2 separate regions of the Hordeum vulgare genome follow, and region 1 is linked to region 2. Evidence: chromatin contacts called from public Hi-C data. All regions are on one chromosome and are shown on one strand. Each heading gives the region's core, a stretch centred on a gene start, on an enhancer-like site or on the middle of the called end of the contact. The rest is flanking DNA. Distances are from core to core; before and after follow the strand shown. Region 1 has its middle 34 kb from the start of LOC123403367. Region 2 overlaps LOC123401266 (a long non-coding RNA gene).

Region 1 (6,326 bases), core at 2,218-4,717, 420 kb after region 2:
AATGGCTAGAAAGGATGTTTGTGTTCATGTTTTCAATTTAGAACCCCATGGAAGTGAATAGAAAAAAGAAAAATACCCATGTGATACGCCTTCATTTACCTATTTCAAGATTGGTTGATGTTCAATGAAGGGAAATTTGTCATTCATTCTTTCTTTTGAAATTGTATATTTTTTTATTATGAACTAATTGTATCTTTTTGTTCTTATCGATCTTTCTTGCCTAGTGACTAAGGATTTTTGCACTTGTTGTGTCTATAAAAGATTTTCTTATAAATCACTAACAGAAGTGTCAGAGGGATTCACTTTCGATAAGAATCCAAAAGCAAGTTCCCTACACTGCCTTCTTTCCCTCTTCTATTTTTGTCGATACCGTCCAACTATCCTTATATTGGGACATCGTCATACTTCTTGTTAGGGACAATAGTTCCTATACTTAACTAACCTCTGTGCGCAATCACTATTTGACACGTCATTCTTTCAGCTTTTCGTTCTTGACGACTCTGTCTCACGGAGCCTGACCTTGAACTACTTTTTGCAACACAAGCCACTATCTTTACTTTCCCTTAGCAATGGTATCTAACTATCAATTCATAAGAGTCAAGTGGGTGTGTCCACCCCATCTGTCGACGGGTCCATATATCGGATATGGGAAACAAGCAATACTCGTCGCAATTCCTTAATGAAAAAAAACTATCTTCTATTGAAAGATTGTCCTTTCGTCGCTTGTTATTGTGATATCAATGGAAGAAAGTTGGATACTGACTTCTTCCCAAGAGCTCTATCAACCCTGAATTCCTTAGCCATGCGACTTTTCCTTAATTTCCTAATGTTGCTGGCCCTAGCTAGTGGTGAGACGGGGCATATACTATTCTCGGTCTTATAACAAAGAGGTTGCATGCCATAAATCCCCATGATCAATGAATGTAAAAATAGCGGAGTAGAATTAACTTCGGTTTATACCATATCGATGGTCTATACATGAAAAAAGAAGATCCACCTTACTTTCATATTATGAAACTTCAAACCTTGAAATCATATCGAATGAATGGAAGAATTGATTGAATTCGCTGGCCTTCCCTTGGCATGCGATGACTTAACAAACCCTTTAAAGTTTAAACCCCCTAGGTCAATGAACGGAAAAACAGTGCATTGATTACTTTATATATGACAAAACCCATAACCTAAATGTTAATTACTGACATGCACACAGGCTTATGTTTGCACATATAATTCTCGCTAAATTTAGATGCACACTATGTTTTCTTCTATTGCAGTGCACGAGCATACATGCTAGTCGCATCTTAACCTGAGATTTACTCCTACAAGAAGACAAAGGAAACCAAATATAACCAATCATGCAATCATCAAGTGTGAAAACTGAAAATATGTGATGATATGAAACAAAACAAAATCAGACATCACACCTGAATAGTGTCACATGTATGAATATGTTTTAAAATTCAAAATATTATGATCCCAAACAAAATCCGAGATCACACCTGAATAATATCACTATATGGGTACGCGCCGTGCAGTTTCAGGTTGGTAAAGTTTCCTTTTTGTCCCCAACCTTTTCAGGTTGGTAAAGTTGCCTTTTCGTTTTTTTATCTTTTTTGTTTCTATTTTTTGAGTCTTTCAAAAAAATGTTCGGGATAAAAAAATTCTGCATCTCAAGAATGATTCATGAGTTAGAAAATGTTTCTGGGTTATAAAAATTGTTCATGACTTTGAAAACTGTTCCGAGATTTAGAAAAATGTTGACGAATTTTTTAAAAAATATGAATTTAAAAATGTTTCCAAATTTAAAAAATATTTGTGAATTACAAATATAATGTGTTTCAGAAAAACAATTGTTCATGTATTTATAAAAATGTCCGCGAGTTCAAAAAATGTTCATGGTTTCAAAGTTGCTTATGATTTCAAAACAAATTCACATTTCTTTTCCAAAAAATGTTTGTGATTCAACATCTATTCACAAATTTTTAGAAATGTCTGCCAATATTAAAAAGTGTTCACAAATTCAAAAATGGTTGTTATGTAACAAAAAGTTTACAAATTTCAGAAATTGTTCTTCATTTGAAAAATGCTTGCAATTTGAATTTCTTTTGTGTTTTTTGAAAATATTCATGAATTGAAACTTGTCCATGATTTGTAATATTTTTTAAAAGCTGTGATTTTGAAAATAGAAAATGGAATAATAAAAAGTCATAAAATAAAAAGGGAAAACCCATAAAAAGTAAAAGAAAAATGTAGATGAAATAAAATAAATAGCGGTTCATGGAAGGTTCTAGGACTTTGCCAAAACGAGTTGGGAGAAACTCCCATAGAGAGTACGAGTCGCGTGGGTTACGCGATTGATCGATATTCCCCGACCTAAGGGGGGAATAGGAGGGCAGGCCTATGTCTCGCGTGATGCAGGACAGTAGAAGTGTCGCCTCAAGTAAGGGCATGTTCGGATCTCCTCTGGCTTGACAAAACTTCGCAAAACCAGCTTCTCATCATGGATTCTCTCCATGTAGCAACCCTAGATCCGTTCTACTGCATCGACATCTTCACCAGCACTGTAGCCCAGCTGAAAGACTATGCCCTGGTCGGAATAGATTGGACCGGTTGAAGGCATCCCAATTAGACAGCGAACGAGCACCTAACCTATGGGCTGACCCTATATGCAGACGCGTTCACGTGATATAGAGGATATACTCGCTATAAGCGAGATATAGCATTCCTGACCTCCACGAACGAGCAAGCGAGCCAACTGAGCTAGCAAACTAGCACCTAACTTATGATCGACCCTATACGTTGACGCATTCAGATGATATGAATGTCATACTTACTATAAACGAGATATAGCACTCACATGGAATAGAAACTCCCTAAACAACCATTATGTGGGCTCCTACTATCAGCGAGTTAAATAGTCAACAACCCAATATTGTATATTTGTCCACTTTGGCCATCCCTATCCCAGTGTGTACTTTTCCTCACACATCGGATGCCGCGAAGGAGAAAGGAGCCAAACAAATTCATGAAGACGCTAACAGGAGGGCGATCGTGCTCGAGGTGGAGAGCAACGACACCGCGGACACCATTGCAGGTCTCATATCATGCTTCACCATTAGCATTTTGGTTTCACTGGCGCAAACAGTTGCAAACATGTTGTGCTAATCAAATTGGACGCATTTCTAGACAGTCAAAGGCTTTTGACCGGACGAAAAAGGTACGGAGAAGTGTTTTCATAAACGTACACGACAAAAAAGAGCAAAGTTGAGCACTCGGTTTATTTAGGATAAAAGTGGTCACAAATTAAAACCAAAAATAAAATTGTCCCTTGAAAATGCAGGAGGGACATAAGTCATTGCGATGGGACTTATCAATGAAAGTACACGCTCCACAAGATGCGCCATTCTACCCATCAGTGAAGGCCTTTCTCATCGTCGGGGCTATATGTCGCTCGTACTGATTCTTCATGGGAATCGTCTACGGGAGACAGTAGCGGGCTGACCCACTTTGTTGCGCGGGTGCTGGTCCTGCACACATTGGTTCACTCTGTTCTCGCTACAGAATTTGCTCGCTTCAATTTTTTCCTTTCAATTTTTTGTTTTCTCATCCGTTTTTGGTTTTTATATTTTCGTATTATTGTATGCTATGTTTTCTTTCTTTTTCCATGGTTTTTTATTTTTCTTCTTTATACATTGTTTCTTTAATTCTTTCTATTATTTTTTCGGTTTTTCGTTACTATTTTTGTTTGTTTTGTAGTTTTTCATTGGTTTTGTTTTTTCAGTACATGGTTAAAAAAATTCATTCATGCTCTAAATATTTTGTATATATTAAAACATTTGTTTTATACCTGTTTAACATTTTTCAAATATATATGTAATACACTATAAACTAGTTATTTTTATTTCAAATACATGTTAAATATTATTTTCAAATACATGTTGAAACATTTTTTGAATGTTAAAATTACTTCTTAGTTATGTAATCATTTTTAGTACATTGTACTAACATATTTAGAAAATGTTACAAACACATTTTTGGAACCTGGAAGATTTTCTTTAAATGTGACGTACATTTTTTATAAAAATGTCCAGAAGTTTCAAAACTTTGTTCGACACATTTCTCGTACCTATGATTAGCATTTGTTGTACCTATGTGTGACATTTTATGTACATATCATTAATATTTTCTGTTTACATGATTAACATTTGTTTTACATTTTATGTTCATATGTTTCATATACGACAGAGACATTTTCCTCTACAGGCTTAACATTTTTTAAATGCAAGATTAACATTATTTAAGATTAGATTGTACAAACATATTTTTGAATCAAACACAGTTTTGAAATTGGTGAACATTTCCTAAAATATAATGTAGATTTTTTGAATTACACAACATTCTTTTGCAATGTATAAACATTTGTCATACACATGATTACCATTTTTCATTCACATCAACATTTTCACTTTTTTATTCACATTGTATATATAACATATACATAAAAACATTTTTATACACGTTAACATTTTTAAAATATGTAAAGTATTTTTAAATATTTACTTAGACTTTTAGAAAAAAGGAAAATAAATGTGAATAAAAAGCAACATGACGTTACCAAATGAACCGTGTCTATCAATAGGCCTCGTAGAGGGTGGCACATAGACTCGCCCCTTTCTCCCTCGCACATCGGCCATCGAGGTTGTCAGTCTTCATTTTTTTCTTTTAAGAATTAATGAAATCACTAGCTAATGAGTATTCCTTTCATAGATCATTTTCATCTTCTCAGGCCGCGACAACTGACGTGTTGCATATGAACCACTTGTTGTAATCTGGAAGTCTTTTCTTAATCTGTTTATTCAAAATGTTTTATCTTTAAAACCATGCATTCAAATTCTGAATCATTTTCATCGTTGGATTTCTCGCGTCGAGATCTTCAAAACTAAATAGCGTGTTGATAGATTTTGCTGAATTTTTTTATGAAAAAAAACGGACAAAAAAGCAAAACGAGGGCACTTTTTTCCTTTTCGAAAAGCTATTTCACATAGGCATGACAATGCCTCTTCGCAAAGCAAATCGGTGGCTCCCGCTGAATCAAAACCGTGTCTTTCACGGGAAAATAGAAAAAAAAACACATCTTTTCGTTTTCGAGAGAATTAAAACCGTGTCTTTCACAGAAAAAAAAGCACGTTTTTTCGTTTTCGAGAGCATGGCCGTACCTCTCGCGAAAGCAAAACCGTGGCTCTCACGAAAGCAAAACCGTGTCTCATATGAAAGAAAAAATAAATAGAATATATGTTTTTTTGATTTCCGAAAGGCACGGGCATGCCTCTCGTTAAAGTAAAATCGTTGTTAAGGCATATTTCTCCCTAAATAGTTTTGGTGATTGATGACAATGTGTGTGCGGACTAATCGCGTGCATTGAGAATTTCAGATAATTCATGACTAGGCACAAGACGATTCGGTGCCTCTCGGAGTCTTTCAAAGACGGTTGCTTTCTACGTTTCTCTTTGGTGGTTTTGAGTTGTAGGAAAGTTGTACTATTAAGAGGGGGTGTACACATTTCCATTTCACAACCTTTCCCTTGCTTCAATGGAGCTCAAACATGTCTGTCCCTGTATGTGCAAAAGGGCCTGCGGTAGCACCGCTGGTGCCAGCGTTTGTACCGCGGGCAGAGCGGTAGAACCACTCTTTTGGCAGTAGTAGTTTTTTACTACCGCTCTGTCGGACTTTTTGCGCATATTTTTGCCTCAGCAGTGGTAGGCACGGTAGTAAAAAATTTACTACCGTGCGTTGTACCGCTCCTAGCAGCGGTAATACCGCTCTGCTCATGCTGTGAGTGGGGGGTAATGGTTGGAATATTCCCCCACCATATAAAGGGGTATTCTTTCCTGAGAAGGTCACCTCTTACCTCCCCAAGCTCCATTATTGCTCCAAAGCTCATTTTCGCCCGATCTCTCTCCGTGGACAATCAAACTTGTTAATTTTCTAGGGATTGGTTGAGAAGGCCCTGATCTACACTGCCACCAAGAGATATTTGACCCCCCTAATCCCTTGCAGATCTTGTTACTCCTGGGTGTTTGAGCATCCTAGACGGTTGAGGTCACCTCGGAGCCACATTCCATTATGGTGGAAGCTTCTTGGTCTTGTTAGGAGCCTCCAAGATTTGTGTGGAGATAGCCCCAACCTTGTTTGTAAAGGTTCGGTCGCCGCCTTCAAGGGCACCAACAGTGGAATCACGTCATTTCACATTGTATGAGGGCGTGAGGAGAATACGGTGGCCCTAGTGGCTTCTTGTGAGCATTGTGCCTCCACACCGCTCCAATGGA
Region 2 (5,948 bases), core at 1,243-3,742:
AATGTACACATGTGGATCTCTATTGCAGTTGCCTCACAAGAAATCCTGATTGCATAGCTCTTGCACTATGTTTATGTCGCTAAGTTTTTGTGGTTAGTTTTTTTTTTCTACTGAATACATCAACAGCCTTCCATTTTGCCTTGAATCGGTGAATTCATTTGATGCCAAATACGCAATCGGTGAAGAGTTCTTGCGCTGATAGTAGCCACCAATAGTTGTTATGATGATCTAGAAATTATAGCATTGATTTCCAGGGAATGTAACTACTCTGTTAAAAACTTAAAATGCTTAATAAGAAATGTTGTCAATGTGTGTGCGATCCATGATATTGAAAGACATGGACATCGACTAGCTTGTTCACCCAACTATAGTTTTAATTATCATTTTTAATAGTGTAGGAACATTTGATTCTTCCAGAAAACAAACAACTGTTTGATGGAAGAAAACGAATAATTCTATTTCTGTTTTTCTGTCTTACATCAGGAATGTTTCATTCTATTTGATTCAGAAATAGTTACTGAAATCTGGACATTATTTCACACGTTTCTTGGAACATACAGATTAGTTAACAAAGAAAAATGATGTGGCGAAGATCTTCCTAAAGGAAATCAAGACGATGAGATAGGAATGGAGATGTAATGTGGTTTGTTGGAGATGCCAAAGGTAGGAGATGAAGGACGGTTGGAAATGGGGATACTGGAGGATAATTGTAGCTTCACTGGAGCCTGGGGCGAGAGGTGGGGGCTGTCTGTCCAGGCCGCAGTGCAGCTGGGCCAAACATCGCTTACAGTTTAAGCTGTAGCCTGTTATGAAGTAAAAGCTGCGGAGGTACAGTTTCGGCCACTATGTGCGGGAAGATGAGAAATCAAGGTACGGGATTTGATGACTCTAATTTTTCTTTTACCCCTTAATAATTCTGTAGATCCCCGTGTATTTATTTGAATCCTGTTTGTTTGACGTAGGATTTATGCTGCACTGATCTATGCCACTATCATCTCCTGTTTGTTATCTACTTCATAGGTTATATATATGATCTTGTTTCCACTTGTGGGTATAGGTATTTTCATTGGACCCTCTGTCATATTTAGGTTGCCTATTTGGCAGTTGGCACTTGCTATTTGCTAATATAGGATGGTAATCACATAATGATAAAATATTAAGTCATACAAAATGATCCGAAATTCAGAAGCTGCCATGTTGTTGTTATTGTTACAAGCTAGCCTATGGTTGGAGAAACAAGCCTGCAATGTGACATTAACACTGCAAGATGGAATGATGGTTTGGAAAATCTAAGCGTGTTGGGGTAGATTTTACCATGGGTGGGTTGTGTCAAAAAGGGAGAAAATCAGCGATAATGACCAAACATTCATAAGATGTGACTTTTCGAATTGGATAAATCACATTCAAATGTTGCGATCTGTAAATTGTGAATTTTAATTGTAATATTTATTAAAGCCAGCACTGATTCACCCAAAGAAAGCGATGTCGGTGGAGACTTTAAATGGTGGACCGCAAACGAACGTGGCAACCTCATCCTACTGTGGTGTCCTCTAGTTGTACTAGAGTCTAGATGAGTCAGCTTGTACCTCTTATGCACTCATCATATCAACAAAAGTTGGTTTTGCTCGAATCAAGTTTATATGTCAGCAAGACCATTTAGCTTAGGAGCTGATACCAGACATAGATTTATTCTGTGAAATTAATCTGACTGTACATTGTCCTGCTGGTATCTGCATTGTTCAGTAGACTCCAAGGTTAATTATGTGTTACTCCCTCCGTTCACAAATATAAGATGTTCTAACTTTTTTTCTAAATCAAATGTATTTAGACACGTTTTAATGTGTTTGGTCATATTGAAATATCCAAAACATTTTATACACCCTCCGTTCCTAAATACAGTATAAGTTTTTTTTAGAGATTTCACTACAGACTACATACGGATGTATATAGACATACTTTCGAGTGTAGATTCACTTATTTTGCTTCGTATATAGTCTCTAGTGGAATTTTTTAAAAGACATACTCCCTCTGTCCGAAATTATTTGTCACAAAAATGGATACAAATGGATACATCCATTTCTATGACAAGTATTTCCGGACGGAGGGAGTATTTGTAAACGGAGGAAGTACTTACTTCTCAGTAATAGTAAAGTTGGTCCCATGGGTCCATACAAGTCAAGGTAGTTTGTAAGTTTATTTGATACATCACGTCCTCCAATTAGTTGTTCCTTGATTCTAGAACAGTGCATGGTCCAGTTAACCAGCAGACCCTCTTGTGAATTACTGCTGATCTGGTCGAATGCCAGAACCCAGCAATTAACCCATATCATAGAATCACGGAGGGGATGGATCGGGCATTCGTGTAGGTCCTGCTAGAAATTATGGTGTGGCGCACTAAACTTGACTTTGACAACTTGTCTGTGCAGTAGCAGCAATTGGCGCATGCATGTAGGTTCCATGGGGCACTCAGCGAGATTCAATCTTCACGTGACATTTAGGCCGACCTTTTATTATGGATCGCTGGTGAGGGGTCCTTCCCATGCTCCTCTTGCCGGTGGTCCTAGCTTGTTGCGGATAGCCGTTCAGTTCCATGTCAAAACGGTCGTCTTCTGAATGCAGGGGGGAAGAATCGTAAAAGTTTCAGGTGTCAACAAATTGTGTCGCTGCGGAAAAGAGGGATCTGACCAAAGCAGCGGCCTTGGTAGGGCAAGGTAATGCTGGCTTCCTTTGCTTAACAGTGCCTCATATTTCAGTGTCAGTTACATCACTTATCCTGCTAGCTCCATTGTTTTCAAGATCTGTCTGGTCAGTCGGCCGGCCACGATCTTACAGGCTACTAGATGCAGGCAGCATAATGCTTTGTTCGCTTATCTTTTTCCTTTGGTGACTACGATGGGAAAAAAGAGTTATCACAACATGACATTGCATCTATTCTCTGGGGAAAAGAGATTGCGTAGGTGTCAAAGGATGTGTGGTTATTCTGTAGCACGAAAAACGTACTGTGCCTGGATGAGTCTGGATTGATCTAACGGCTCCCTGACTAGTAGATTGGTCCCACATAGCCTTCAATGGTCTATCTAAACGCTGGCTGGCCTGCAAGTGCCATCTCAGTCACATCTGCAACACCTCACGCAAGTGGGCGAACCCACCAGTGCGAGGAAGCTATATGTCTATTTCCGGAGTACAAAGCTATTCCAGATACAAAAAATTGTGGAGGATAGACACAACTAGCTTTTGCACTGCCTCATACGTGGTTTAAGATGTTCCTGGTACTGAACACGAGATGCATGCATCATTGTTTCACAACAGTGCTCGTTACATAGATTCTGATTAAATGGGACTGTGATTTGTTTTGCTGTAGGATAGCTGCATCAAGGCATGCCGTGTCGTCTAATATAAGCTTGACTTGTCACGTCCTTCCTGCTTTCCTAATTGTTTAACTCTTGCTACTGATGCGTCCATATTACACTGTTGCATAATGAGTTCAAGCAAGTAGGCTCCATTTGGCATTGTAGCAGAGTTGATGGATAGTTACAGAATTTCCTTCACAGAACCTTGTGAGGTTTTCATAGTGCAAATGGTTAATGTATGGTTGCATTGTCATAACTATTCTGGAACGCACCATAGGCGCTGGTGGGTGCAAGCTGTTGATACCTGCTGTGGTTGGAAGAGATCTGCAGTTGGAACCACAAATAAAAATAATTTATTACACAGTGTGTGATTTTAGAGGAAAATTCAACTTTGCGTGTAAATTGATCAAAACTCTCAACAGTGCCCTTAATCTTCACGTTTTATTCAGTTCTACCCAATAATTCTTAGTTGTTGCATTCTTTTGTCAAGCATTAGTTCCGTTCCCAAGTAAAGCTGGAAATGCAGGCTGGGAGTTGTTGATTGCATTACAGCATCTTTTCACGACAAAATGGGTTGTTATGGAGACTTTGGGCTCTTAGCAAAATTTTCTCTTAGGGGCCCGGAAGAATATTTTGCAGTACTGAAATTCCAGAAGTTTGGTATGGTTTACCATTTTAAAGGAGCTGTATATAGAGCTTCTAAGTGAGTAGAATCAGTGTAAATAATAATATTCCTGTAAAAGCTGGAAAGTTAACCAGTTGGATTTTTCTTATAGGTGGCTGATATGAAACAAAACCAAACGAAGTTGATGGGCTCCAAATTCCATGTTTTCAGGAATAATTATTTAGTATTTATTATTTAAACTTTTATATGTTTGCTACTACATACTTCAAATTTCTATCTAGATTTATCAAACAATTATGATTTTTTTTCTTTTGATATAATTAGATGTGATATTCGAATTGGTATTATCCTCAATGACCTATAAGGTTCATCGCCAACCACCGATATTTTAATGGTTTAGTCGGGATATTTTCTGAGTTGGCAATTGCATCTCCCAGGTATGTAAATACTTTTGAGATATACTTTGTATTATCTTTTCAGTGTTATCATAAAGTTGTCATACAATATGTTGTTTTGAAATTTCTGCATGAAATGTATGTGGTAAATAAAATCACGAAATATATTTTTGGAAAGAATTACCTTGGATGCTTGAGCTTCTATGTTAGCTCAGTGACTATTTTAAAAGGGCATAAACTGAATATATTTTAAACAATCAGGTGAGGCTAGTTTCCCTCTCTTTTTTACAACACAAGGCTGCTGTCATCATCATTATCATCATGTTTGTCTATGGAAAAATAGTGTAGTTGAGACTAAGTGAAAACTGCAAGCTCTCAAAGTAAATACAATAACCAAAAACCTCGTATGAAGGAAAATAATCAAGATGGAGTACTAGCTATTTAAAATTTACAATCGAGATGCAGTACAGACGAGATGTGATCGAACTCAGGGTTGTTAGCTGAGAACCTAAGATGAGTAAACTGAGCTATACTATGCTGAGATGTCAGGCTACTATATATACTTGTTTGCTTAAGTATATATACTGTATAAGATATTGAGTACAGATAAGATATACGATCCTAGTACCTGGGATCTGTCGGTGTCATTTATAGCTACTACTGTTCATAACGAAATCCAAAACCCAAACCAGAGAAAAGTTGACACGTGCTTGTACTTCCAAATATCCAATCTAAATCACTGCTGTATCCAAGTGACATGTTCCTTTCGATGCACATGAGAGAAGATTCCTCGAAAGTACTCTAGGAACAAGAGAAAATCTGTGTACCTTGGAGCTAGTATATTCAGATGAGGTGTGATCTTCAAGTCAAGTTACCTGTCGTACTCCACACTTGGTACTACTCAATTATTCAGGTTTAGTAGTGTTAAATTGAAGCTTTTAGAATCTAGGCTCTGTTTTGTTCATATACTCCCTCCCTACCAAATTACACTACATATTAGATTTTTTTCAATATCAAACTTTGTAAACTCTGACCAAGTTTATGGAAAAACTTATCAACACTTCGAATAACAAATCAGTATCATTAAATTCATTGTGAAATATATTTTCCCATGGTATGTTCATATATTCCGTATGGTAGATATGGATAATTTTCTCTATAAACTTGATCAAAAATTGTGGAACTTGAATTTTGAGAAAACTTGATAAAAAATGGTAGATATGGTCATAATGTGGTTGATAGAAAGGGGGGTTGTCAGGAAGGCGCAGGGCGCTATGGAAGGGGTGGGGTGGCAAGGCGGCGTGGGAGAGACACCGGCTACGAGCGGTGTGGGCAAGCAGTCTTCCTAGTGACTGAGGGGGGGTTCATCGATTGGGGGTGAGAGGGGAAGACGATTCGGAGGTTGAATAAAGCACCTGAGTCGTTGGATGTAAATCGTATGGACGGGGGCATATAATTGAGTGAAACTAGAAAATATTTCAAGCCACTTGACGTATAGTTGCTCCTTCAGAATATATGATCCCTCCTTTTTCCATAATATAGACATATAACTTCTGGTCTGAGTCAAACTTTATAAAG

The links. A called contact is a pair of places that touch in the nucleus more often than the background predicts.
Region 1: a contact with region 2 is called in a Hi-C map of seedling, with 3 times the contacts expected there. The contact joins two enhancer-like sites. A contact is called at or near these places in 2 of 6 Hi-C or Micro-C datasets (leaf and seedling).

Annotation. Positions count from the first base shown.
Region 1 is chr6H:114,969,799-114,976,124 of MorexV3_pseudomolecules_assembly, forward strand. No RefSeq gene overlaps it. Among protein-coding and RNA genes, the nearest start is that of LOC123403367, 34 kb to the right of the region's middle. Within about 2 kb of position 3,468, at least 3 of the 3 cell types and tissues checked have open chromatin away from gene starts, as enhancers often do. A contact at or near this core is called in leaf and seedling, where this site is marked.
Region 2 is chr6H:114,545,854-114,551,801 of MorexV3_pseudomolecules_assembly, forward strand. It overlaps LOC123401266 (a long non-coding RNA gene), which reads left to right. Exons shown (of 11, transcript XR_006611063.1): 2 at 561-870; 3 at 2,427-2,523; 4 at 2,620-2,711; 5 at 4,300-4,412. Among protein-coding and RNA genes, the nearest start is that of LOC123401266, 3.7 kb to the left of the region's middle. Within about 2 kb of position 2,493, at least 3 of the 3 cell types and tissues checked have open chromatin away from gene starts, as enhancers often do. A contact at or near this core is called in leaf and seedling, where this site is marked.